2 separate regions of the Sus scrofa genome follow, and region 1 is linked to region 2. A link is a contact called in public HiChIP or PLAC-seq data. All regions are on one chromosome and are shown on one strand. Each heading gives the region's core, a stretch centred on a gene start, on an enhancer-like site or on the middle of the called end of the contact. The rest is flanking DNA. Distances are from core to core; before and after follow the strand shown.

Evidence for each region. HiChIP or PLAC-seq counts read pairs in DNA pulled down with a chosen protein or histone mark.
Region 1: a contact with region 2 is called in an H3K27ac HiChIP or PLAC-seq map of alveolar macrophages. The contact joins two enhancer-like sites. A contact is called at or near these places in 1 of 47 Hi-C or Micro-C datasets (blood) and 2 of 2 datasets of contacts at active chromatin or transcription factors (alveolar macrophages and skeletal muscle).

What each region holds. Positions count from the first base shown.
Region 1 is chr1:16,780,310-16,786,499 of Sscrofa11.1, reverse strand. No RefSeq gene overlaps it. Among named protein-coding and RNA genes, the nearest start is that of TAB2, 170 kb to the right of the region's middle. Within about 2 kb of position 2,314, at least 6 of the 83 cell types and tissues checked have an H3K27ac peak or open chromatin away from gene starts, as enhancers often do. A contact at or near this core is called in alveolar macrophages, where this site is marked.
Region 2 is chr1:16,487,285-16,492,985 of Sscrofa11.1, reverse strand. ZC3H12D (probable ribonuclease ZC3H12D) reads right to left here. Exons shown (of 6, transcript XM_003121158.4): 4 at 223-457. Among named protein-coding and RNA genes, the nearest start is that of ZC3H12D, 27 kb to the right of the region's middle. Within about 2 kb of position 4,080, at least 2 of the 83 cell types and tissues checked have an H3K27ac peak or open chromatin away from gene starts, as enhancers often do. A contact at or near this core is called in alveolar macrophages, where this site is marked.

The DNA.
Region 1 (6,190 bases), core at 1,065-3,564, 300 kb before region 2:
GCTCTAGTGAGTTACGTTTTCATCAAATAGCCTTAGAAGCCAGAATCCTTTGTGTGGGGCAAGGAACAGTCACTGGCTCTTTTCTGTTTCCACCGAGGCCAGGACAGGAGGAAATAAAATGGATCAAACAGCACAGACAGGATTTAGTTTGACACAAGAGAAAACATCCTGCCGGTGAGAATTATTGAACAGTCAGGGAGAACTCTGGGGGCAAGCATACAGCCCTCTTCTCTGAATATTTTTTTATTGTTTTTAAAGAATTTTAATTAAAGTACAGTTGATTTACAATGTTCGGTCAATTTCTGCCCTATGAATGTATTTTTTTAAAAGCACCTCAGCTTGGACTGAGGGGAGAAGGCTCTCTGAATCAGGGACCAGCAACCAACATCCCTAAAGGGGGTACCTGTTTACCAGCTCACTTTCTGAAATACTGATGGAGAACACAAGGCCCTTTAGACTGCCTCGTGTACCAAACCTTCCCATAATTGTGGCCAATGGCCTTCTCTTTTAAAGGAGAAATAATGCCAGTGTGAACCATGGGACTCAGATAACTTCTTTTTTTGGCTGCATGCACAGCATATGGAAGTTCCCAGGCCAGGGATCGAAGCCAAGACACCGCTGCGACCTATGCCATGGCTGCAGCAATGCCAGATCCTTAACCCACTGTGCAGAGTCAAGGGTCAAACCCACGCCTCAGCAGTGACCTGAGCCCTGCAAAGACAAGGCCAGATCCTCACCCCGTGCAGCTAATTTCCTAAAGGCCAACCGTGTTGCTTCTCCCAGGGAATGCAAGTCTAATGAACTAGGTTCACCCTGGGCTACAAGCTGAGGTGGGCCCCTGGGTGACAGGCCGAGGGGGAGCTGCGAATGTTAGAGAGGATGAAAGGGAGGCAGGATGGCCCCGGGATCACTCATCCTCTTCTTCACAGTTTTATCGAAGCTTCTATCAACCTACACAACCGCTGAGCAGTAGTGTCCTCTCCTGCCCGTATCCGCCCCAAGGCTGTGAACTCCTTGTGTGAGGATGAGAAGATGAGGGAGACTCCCTCTACACCTGTCATCCTCTGATCCTGAGATGCCTCGATTTTCCCCAGAGCCACACACCCTGCCTTCAAGGGAAGCTCAGAGTGTCCCCAGTAGGAGGCGCATGACATGCATCAGCTCAAAGGAGGATCATTAAGGACAGGGGTAGAACATCTACTAGGAACATAAAGAGAGCATCTATAATTTCATAACAACAGCTAAAACTTATGGAGAACTTCATACATGCCAGGGAAAGTATTCTAAGCTCTTTTCACGTGTTATCTCATGTGGTCCTCACAAAGCGCTTTGTTATTCCCTTTCGTGGACACCCTGGGGGGAACTGTTCACTCAAGGGGTTAGGGATCCTTAGTCTCCCATTGGGTCAGGGAGCAGCTGGGCAAGTCTCTTTTTCTTTCTTTCTTTCTTTCTTTGGGCCACACCTGCGGCATATGGAAGTTTCCAGGTTAGGGATCGAATTGGAGCTACGGGCTGCCAGCCTATGCCACAACACCTGATCCTTAACCCACTGAGCAAGGCCAGGGATTGAACTTGCAGCCTCAGGGATCCTAGTTGGGTTCATTACCACTGAGCCCCAAGAGGAACTCCTCTTTTCTCTTCCTTGAGTCACCCCTCCCTTGGTTCTCTGGTGACTCGTCTCTTCCTCTGAGCTTGCAGGGTGAGGCTGGATAGCCGTGACTGAGAAGCACCCACGGAGCCCCAGGGACGCGAGGAAGGAGGGAGAGGATTAGACCCGTTCTGTTCCAGGAATCGAAAGAGAAGGCCGTGACCTCAGCCTTTCCATCACATCCTTCTCTGGAAGCAGGACTAAGACCACTCTCGCTGCTACCCTCGCCCACACTCCTCTCACTGAGCCAGAAAAAAAAAAACCCTCACAGTCATTGTCATCACAGCCCTCCAGACAGCCTGGACTCGAACTGGCAATCACAATGAAATCCTTTTGCCCTCCCTACCTAACGCAGAGCGGGTTTTCCTTTAAGCATCTCAAACCCACATACACCTCAGACAGAACACGTATCCTGGCAGAACAGCCCAATCAGTAAATCACACTGACAATAACAAAGGTGTCACCAGCTGGTCACACACAGCTCTGCTGAACCTCCCCCCACTTCCTGGTCCTGGGCACATCCCCTGATAATACTCAGAAGCGCTGTCTAAGCACCCCCCCCCCTTTGCTGCCTGGACCAATTCATGATAGCAGTAAAGGTGGGAAGAGAAGAGGGTGCTGGAGGGGGGGGGTCTTGGCCTTAAGCTGGGAGTACTGGGTGCTGCTCCCCACCCAGGCCAGGAGGGGGAGCAGAGCCTCTGTAGAGATTTCCAGGTCTTGCTCCAGCCCGGACACCAGCCAGAGGGAGAATGTCTGGGATGGGCCCACAGGGGACTCGCCCAGCTTTTCAGGCACAGTGTTCACCTCTTCAATTAAAGGACCTTCAGCCCTGTTCCCCGTGAAACCCACACACCAGCTGCCTCTTACCTCCCCAGCTCCTGGAAGAAAAAGAAGTCTGAAGAACCAATGAGAGCCTGCCCACAGGTAATGTTTTTATCTCAAAAGGACTTGAAATTGGTGTGTGGAAGACATTTGCAGCAGTGACTGAGAAGTTGCTCTCCACATTAAAAAGGAAATGTTTCTGCAGAGTTTCTGGAGAGTCCAGAGGAAAAGAATATAGAAGACGGAAAAGGGCTTGGCCACTACCCCTGGTCACAGCAGATGGAGCAGGAATCTCTTTCTCTGGCTCCCGCAAAGGAAACCAAAGTGTCTTGGAAGTGGATGGTTTTTCTTAGGGGGACAAAGCAGAACAGTTGTGCTCATTGCTTTCCCTTTCAGCTATTTCCCCTCAAGGAAAGAGGTTAATAAGGCAGTTATGGGTGGGTTGGAGTTTTTCTTTCTGTCTTTTAAAGTGGCTAGTTAGCTATCCCTGCTACATGTGGGGATGAAATTCCAAGTTCACCTTTTCACATGAAGTCCAGAGGGGTAACAATAGAGCTTTTCACGAAAAGAATTTTTTTTTTTCACCCTTAGGACATGATTCAAATAAAACTGCAGAAAAAAGAAGATGATGTGGGAAGAGAATCAGGGTCATGACTCTGGCAAAAGCCAAAAATGAGGAAAAGAAACATGAGCAAGAACCCACAAAAAGACCAAGAAAGACGGTGAAAGAAGAAAGAACAGGGTCATGGAGAATGCCCGAGCATTAAGGCCCAGCATGTGTTTATTCCTTCTTTTGAATCTCTCCCATTTGGCAAAGTTGAATCCAAGAGAATTCAGGGAATAAAATGGTCAAACCTTCATGTTTTCACCACTGAGTAGAAACTGGTGTATTCTCATGATCATTGCCTTCAAGCCCCAACTTGCTCATACAGCCCACACTTTCTGCTGTGATAACTTGGAGAGATGAGAAAAGAAAAGACTCCTGGAGAAATGACAGGAGATGCTGCTGGGCTAGTTCTTGCCTGACTCTGTTGAAAGTCAGATGGTGAAACTCAATCTTCCTGAAATCTATTTCTCCTGCTGAGCTTATGATTAACTACTCTATCCAGAACTGTACTTCTGTTCTTGTTTTGCCCCTGTTTCCCTCAGGATTGGGAGTATTAAAGATAAGGGGGGATTGAAACTGAGCAGAACGCTGCAGGGCCCTTCTGGGTACAAAAGCATCTCTGTGTTCCCTGTTTCTTGTTTGTAGAAAAAGGCTTTAGTCTCCTAGGTCTTCCCTGAGTTCCAAAGAACAGACTTAAGCAGTTACTAATTAGGGAAGTAAGGGAATGCAGAAAGAAAGGGAAAAGAGTCAAGCAAGAAAAGTAATGATAGCTTGGGAGTTCCCATTCTGATAATTAGCCTGACTAGTACCCAGGAGGATGCAGGCTTGACCCCTGGTCTCACTCAGTTGGTTAAGGATCTGGCATTGCCGTGAGCTGTGATGTAGTTTGCAGACACGTCTCAGATCTGGCCTTGCTGTAGCTGTGGTATAGGCCAGCAGCTGCAGCTCCAGTTCTACCCCTGGGAACTTCCATATGCTACAAGTGTAGCCCTAAAGAGCAAAAGAAAAAAAAAGAAAAGCAATGATAGCTGAAACAATAGTTCAGCACAGAGTCCTCCTTCTTTCTCAAGGAATATACAGGACAGTCTTATGCATATCTTGGAGTTATTCTGAAGAAATTAATAGCCCCCTTCTCCCCCATGTGGAGGTTGGTGACTACCTGCTGAACGCGAGCACATAGAACCCAGGCACTTGGAACCAGAAAGCTGATGATTAAGAGTTCCAAAACATCACCCAATAATCTCACCACCAACCAATCAGAAGAAAGTCCAGGAGCTGCAACCCTCACCCAAAATATTGCCTTTAAAAGCCCTTCCCTGAAAGCCACCAGGGAGTTTGAGTCTTTTGAGTATGAGCTGCCAATTCTCCTTGTTTGGTGCCCTACAATAAATGCTGTACTTTCCTTCACCACCACCCGGTGTCAGTAGGCTGGCTTTGTTGCATGGTGGGTGAGCAGACTAAAGTTTGTTTGGTAACAATTTAATGGAGAACTACCTAGAATTTAGGAACAGATTCAAAGAGAGCTCTGAGTCTCAAGAGGAAAACATCCTTTGGTAGCATCTCTGGGACTTGCAGATAGGTTTCTACTTTGAAGTCCTGGATTTTCAGATAAGTAATGTGTTACTTGCAAAAGTAGTCTGATTATCCATCAGGCAACATTCATAGGTTCAGTAGGAATTCATAGGAGCAGAAAGGCACTAATGAGGGTCTTGACATGATCTGGGGGCCCCAAGAATATAGAAAGATCAATCTTCTCTGTCATGTTTGGCTCTTGAAAGAAGAGACAGATAGGGGATTCTGGGGAAAAGAAAGAGTACTGACAGGCAATAAAAGCTGAGTTTCTGAAATTTTCACAAGAGGCTTCTACATCCTCCATGTATACTATGATATTGAACAAAGTCTTTGTTTCCCACTGTTCATTTCTTAACCTATCTAAAACAATTAATGAGAAAGAAAACCTGTATAAATAAAGTGTCCTTTAGACTAGCCCATTAAAAAAAGAGCTGTACATTTAAATGCTGCACACAACAAAATAATACTTATTGAAAGGAAAGGGAAAAAATAGACCCCCAAAGGAGGGGAAAGAGCGAGAGGTTCTAGATAAAGAGACACATTTCCTACCAAAAGAAGTATGCAAACAAAATAGACTGGGCAAAAGACGCTAGAGGAAAAGCGAAGGAAGCTAAACAATGGCTTTATTGATTTAAGACATGTGGATTTCATTAGGAAAGCTGAATGCATAAAAATGGGTTGTGATATCTGAACCAAGGCAAGGAGCAAAATTAGGTCACAGAGCTCCTTGGACAAAAGAAATGATGAATCTTTATTAGGGAATTGGACTCAGAGGTAAGAAGAAAAAAAAAAATAACTCTTTTCCTCCTCAACCCCCCTTTGGAGATTTTTTTAAGCCTTCAAAGGTAAATCTACATGCTGAACTAAAATGGTAAATCCCAGAGCCCCCCTTTTTGACATAGCATCTGCACTGCCAAAGAATCCCTGGTCCAGAAACTGGAGATTCCTGGGGAAAAACACTCATGCTGATATGGAAATAAATAATGGAGAGATCAAAGCAACACTTGTAAGATGCCCCAATGGCCCCAACGCAAAGCTGCAGCTGAATTCGAATGTAATAAAGTAGCCATAATAATATTGTTTCCCTTGGATAGACATTTTCCTCTGAAGACCTCATAACCCATGGTAGCTTATATAAAGTTGATATGCTGTTCATATGGGAGCCTCGTTTTAATAATAATGGACAAGAAGTCACAATCACTGAACTCTTCAAATGAGAAAATTTGTACTTCAATAGATGCATAGAAACTGTGACGGGAACCCTTTTGTATAAACCTTGTAATTTAATTTTGACCCTTAGGCTTGGCAGGCCAAGCCAAGGCAAAATTTTTAGTTAAAAAAAATTTGTCTTTTGTATCTTTCTTTCTGTTCCCTTCCCTCTGTGCGTTCCTTTTTCTACAGCTTCCTCATATTTCTCTTGTAACCTAGCTGCCTCTTTCTTCTTCCCACCAAGATCTATGATCCCATAAGCTGCCCTTCCCTTACAGCCTTGCACGTTTGATCTCGACCTCCCCAGGATCTCATGCCCTTGGGCCCGGCCC
Region 2 (5,701 bases), core at 2,831-5,330:
TGGCTCCAGGGTGGATCTGACCCGAGGAAACCCATCAGATTCTCTTGAAAATGTCAACCAAGCAGTATTAAGACAGGGTCGGCTGCAAGATCTTTACAACCTGTGACTAAGCCCCGCTGGGACCGGACTAGGTGGCCTGGCTTCTGTGCCACCCCCTTTCCCTGACCCCCGGCCCCCTCCCCTCAGTGCTAGCTTCCAGGACCCGGCGTGGGCGCCACCTACCGGTCGTTGACGAAGGAGAACATGAGCAGCCTCTGCTCGATGAACCACTTCCACTCGGGGTTCTCGCTTTGCAGGTCGCGGTAGTTGTCATTGGAGACGATGACCCCGTCCTGGTCGTAGGCCACCTTCACGATGTAGCGGTCGTCGTAGCAGACCACCCGCTTGCCGCTCACCTTGCGGGACGGCGTGTACACCAGCACCGCCTGCCTCTCCAGCTCCTCCAGCACGTGCTGCTCTGGGGACCACAGGGCAGGACCGCATGGAGAGCGCCTTCTCCAGTGGACTCCCCACCCCCAGAACCGTCCTAAGATCCGGGGCCGGGCAGCAGCTCAAGGCTCCTCTCTGATCCCCACCACATCCCCGGCCCCACCTCACACATCCCCCCCCACATCCCCGACCGCCTCACCCCAACCCCAACCCCCCAGGCCCAGGCGGTCAGATGAAGAGCAGGGAGGTCTCCAGAGGAATTTGCCAGCAGCCTAAGGTCAAGTGGGCTCTGCCTGTGTCATGACAGGAGTCCAGAGGATGGTACCCAGCCAGGGAGACACACTTTGGAAGGAAGAGTGCAGCCACAACTTCTGTCCTGAGGTTGGTTACCTTCCACGATGCCCCTAACACAGCAGACACAGAGGCCTTCCACTGGAGGAAGACACCCCCTTTTTTTTCGTCTTTTTAGGGCTGCACCTGAGGCACATGGGAAGTTCCCAGGCTAGAGGTAGAATTGAAGCTGCCACCGCCTGCCTACGCCACAGCTACAGCAACACGGGATCTGAGCAGCATCTGCCACCTACACCACAGCTCACAGCAACACAGAAGCTCCTTAACCTACTGAGCGAGGCCAAGGGACTGAACCCATGTTCTCATGGATGCTAATCAGGTTCGTTACTGCTGAGCCACAACAGAACTCGCAAAAGGTCCCTATTTTGACTAGACCCCTGGCACTACCTTAGGAATTACTAGGAACCCCACATCCATCTGGGATTGTCCCACATGACACAGGAGTCTGCTGGGACACCATCAGGATGCAGCAGCCCACAACTGACAGCTCTGAGGGACACAAGAATGTCACAGGGAGAGGCTGGAGTTAGGAACCTGCAGCCTGGATTCTGGCCTTGGCTCCAGTTCTCAAGTTCTTCACCCGTCTCTGCACGTCAGGTTTTGCATTTATAAAATGAGGAAAATGACTCCTGCCCCTGCCTCACAGCAAGTGAGGAGACTGGACCAGTGCCTTGGGGGGGGGGCCCTCTCCCCTCCTCCCCACCCCCCTCCCCTCGAAGGCTGGGAGGAGGGAGCATGTTTAGTTTGGTGCAGCCATTACAACGCCTCTTAACAGGAGCTAAAATCTGCATCTCTGGCAGGTCTACTCTTTGATCTTAGTTTTGCCTCTGGAGACACACAAAAGAAATCCCTCCTCCACCTAAGTTACCCCAAAGGTAAACTGGTACTAACTAGTGTATCCTTCCCAAGTTGTTTCTCCCCCCACCCGGTCTGTGTCCTTTCCTATATGCCATGGTTCCCAGACTTTGAAAAAGTACATAATACATATATGGTACAGAGAATCACTTTTTATATTTTGGGGTTTTTTTGTTTTTTGTTTTTTGTTTTTTTTTGGCAATGCCCATGGCATGTGGAAGTTCCAGGGCCAGGGACTGAACCCTCAACACAGCAGCGACCCAAGCCACTGCAATGACAACACCGGATTCTTAACCCAAGGCATCACAAGAGAACTCCCAAGAATCACTTTTTAAAAGTGTGTGCACGATGATCATTTTGTGACGTATAAAAAAGGTCAGATCAGTATGTGGTATGCCTGAAACTAATACCATATTGTAAGTCAATTATCCTTCAACTAAAAATTATAATTAACTAGATGCCATGTGTGCAGAACTCCCTTTGAGAAATAGAACACTGCCCGTGCTTTGAGGTCCCCATTGTCCCTCAAAGCTTGCATCTCCCTCCACTCGCTCTTAAGATAACCCAGTTTTTAGAAATTTTGTGCTTATAATTCCTTGCTTTCATTTTTTGCAAAGCATATATGTGTACCCTTCAAAAGGACTATTTCCAGAGTTCCCATTGTGGCATAGCAGAAACGAACCTGACTAGGAACCATGAGGTTGCGGGTTCAATCTCTGGCCTCGACCAGTGGGTTAAGGATCCGATGTTGCCGTGAACTGTGCTGTAGGCTGAAGACTCGGCTCGGATCTGACGTTGCTGTGGCTGTGGTGTAGGCCGGCAGCTGTAGCTCCGACTGGACCCCTAGCCTGGGAAGCTCCATATGCCACAGGTGTGGCCCTAAAAAGCTAAAAAAAAAAAAAAAAAAAGACTATTTCCAATGTGATTATGAACCTCCAGATTTTACACAAGTGGAATCATCTTGTACATATTCTTTTTTTTTTTTTTTTTGTCTTTTTGCTATTTCTTGGCCTACGCCACAGCCACAGCAACACGGGATCCGAGCCGCATCTGCAACCTACACCACAGCTCACGGCAACGCCGGATCCTTAACCCACTGAGCAAGGGCAGGGACCGAACCTGCAACCTCATGGTTCCTAGTGGGATTCGTTAACCACTGCGCCACGACGGGAACTCCGTTGTACATATTCTTAGGCAACTTGTTTCTTCATTGGATATTGTGTGGCTGAGGTTTGGCGCAGAGGTTTTGCACAGAAGTCTCCTGGTACAGAAGGGCAAGGGTTCCTCTAGGGTCTGGCTCAGGAAGTGCTCTTGCCAAGTCGCAGGGAAAGGGACTTGACAAGATAATGCTGAACTGTTTTCCAAAGTGGTTATATCAAGTTACTACCCAACACAGCATCTAAGGTGACTTTGCCAGCACTTGGCATTGGCAGGTTTTGGAATTTTTCCCAGCCTGGCATGTGTATAGTGGCCTCTTGTGATTTTATTTTGCCCTTCTCTGATTACTAATACAATTGAGCATCTCTTTGTATGGTTAACAGCCCTTTGTGTTTTCTGTCAAAGGCCTATTCCTGCCTTGAGCACATTTTGCTATTGGTCCTTTGTCTTGGTCTTATTGATTTGGAGACGTTCTCTATAGATTCTGGACAATAAGCCTTCATCAGGGATACAGGATGTATAGCCTCTCCCAGTTTGAGGCTTGTCTTCATTTTCTTGTTTTGGTGGTTTCTGCTAACGAACAGAAGCTTTTATTTTAATGTAATCAAATTTATGAATCTTTCCCTGTCTCTCTGTACTTGTTGTGGTTTGTCTTCCCTACCCCAAATGATTTCCCTACTCTTTATCCGAACTATATTTAAATATTACACAACTGTCGAAAGCCACCACTCTCCATGTTCAGTGCATAAAGAATAATTTGGGAAAACCAGCTCACGATGAACACAAATATTTATCTCCCCTCCTCATAATCCCATTGGGAGGGCGTAAAGAAATATATATAAGGATGAGTGGATCCATAATTACATTAAAAATGGGCTTGAAGGGAGTTCCTGCTGTGGCGCAATGGGATCAGCGGTGTCTCTGGAGTGCCATGTCACAGGTTTGATCCCTGGCCTGGCATGGCGGATTAAAGGAAGAAGTGTTGCCACAGCTGCTGCAGCTCGGATCTGATCCCTGGCCCCACAACTCCCAAGGGGCAGCGAAAAAATAAATAAAAAATAAAGGCTGGGGGTTGCAGCAAACCCAGGGTTTTTACGCATCTTGGGAAGTCAGAAAGCAGGTGGGATCATACGAGTTGGACAGTGCAGAGGAACCACACCCAGAATGTGCACAGATGCTGATGTGGGGGTGGAGCCATTTTCCCTGAAAAGTCCCGCGTGCCTCAGTGGGAGTGGCAAGTCGGCACAAGTCAGGTGATTAACTGAGGGGCTACTCTGGGGCAGTTGCAACCATCCTTTCCTGCCTCCCTCACTATAAGGGAAGTGAAGCTAGAACTAGAAAGGAGGAGGTCCCCATGTGGCCTTTGACCTCCTAAAGGAAAACCAGCATCCTTTAGAATATGTGGTGGGCAGAGGTACCCAGCTGTCTGCCTGCGGGGTGCACTGAAGCAAAATCTGCTGGTCAACACCAATGGTCAGACCTGCCTTTTAGGGAAAGATCCAAATATCAGGAGAGAAAACCTATGGAAATTGCACAGATATGTACTTAACCAGTCAGGGTCTTTATTCACCAGTAAACACTGACAAGCAAAGAATCATCAGACTTTTGAGAAGAAGACCTAACAGCACAAAGAGGGATAGAGATGAAAAAAAAAAAAGAGAGAGAGAACTGACCCCAGAAAAACTAAATATGATTCGTGGAACTTAAAAGAATTTTTTTTAAAAAAAAGTTCTGTCTCTTTTTTCCATTTTAGTATAGAAATAGTCAAGAAGATACTGTATGCATAAAATAAGAATAGTGTTTTATTTAATAAGTAGAGGAAATCAGAAAAAGAAGAGAAGCGACTGGTAACCATTGACAGAACTGAAAATAAAACCAAAAACTTTGGGCCAAAAGGCTGGAAGAAAAAGTCAATGAAACATCCCTGCATCCCCAAGAGGCTAGCCCCACCATCACTGACTCGGCTGAAACACCAGCAATGGCTCAGCATGTGCTTCTTCTTACAGGAAAACCAAACAAACAAGCACAAACCCGTTTATTTAAAACACCGGTTCTGGAGTTCCCATCATGGCTCAGTGGTAATGAACCTGACTAGCATCCTTGAGGACATGGATTCAACCCCTGGCCTCCCTCAGTGGGTCAAGGATCCTGCATTGCCGTGGCTGTGGTGTAGGCCAGCAGCTGCAGCTCTGATTCAATCCCTAGTCTGGGAACTTCCATTTGCTGCAGATGCGGCCCTAAAAAGACAAAAAATAAATAAAACAAATAAAACACCTGTTCTTTGTAGCTTACGATATTCCTCATTGATGTAAGATTTAAAAATAAAAAAAGTCCTGGGTCTCAGTTGCCTGTGTTGTTGTTATTGTTTTTAATAATGAAGAGATTGGACCAGCTCTTCCAGTCAATAAACATCACTGGACCCAATGAATGTCTCTTTCAGTTTCTATATTCCTTGAGGGATGGGATGCAGACCCAGTCTTTCTACAGAGTGATAAAAATTGTAAGACACAATTATTTTGGGAACTTAATCATTTGTACTAAAAGATTAAATACTTAGTTCGTTTATCTATCACCAGCTATTTATTTATTGAGGACCTACCGTAGGCCAGCTACTATGCTCAGGGCATGGGCTCTGGCAAGGACCATTCATAGTCAGTGCTTTCTTGGAGCTTATAGTCCAGTGAGGAAGAAGTTCCCATCATGGCTCAGTGGAAAGGAATCCGACTAGTAACCATGAGGACATGGGTTTGATCCCTAGCCTCGATCAGTGGGTTTAAGGATCTGGCGTTGCCGTGAGCTGTGGTGTAGGTCACAGACGCGGATTGGATCTGGCATGGCTGTGGCTGTGGTATAGGCCGGCAGTTGCAGCTCCAATTTGACCCCTAGCCTGGGAACTTCCATATGCTGC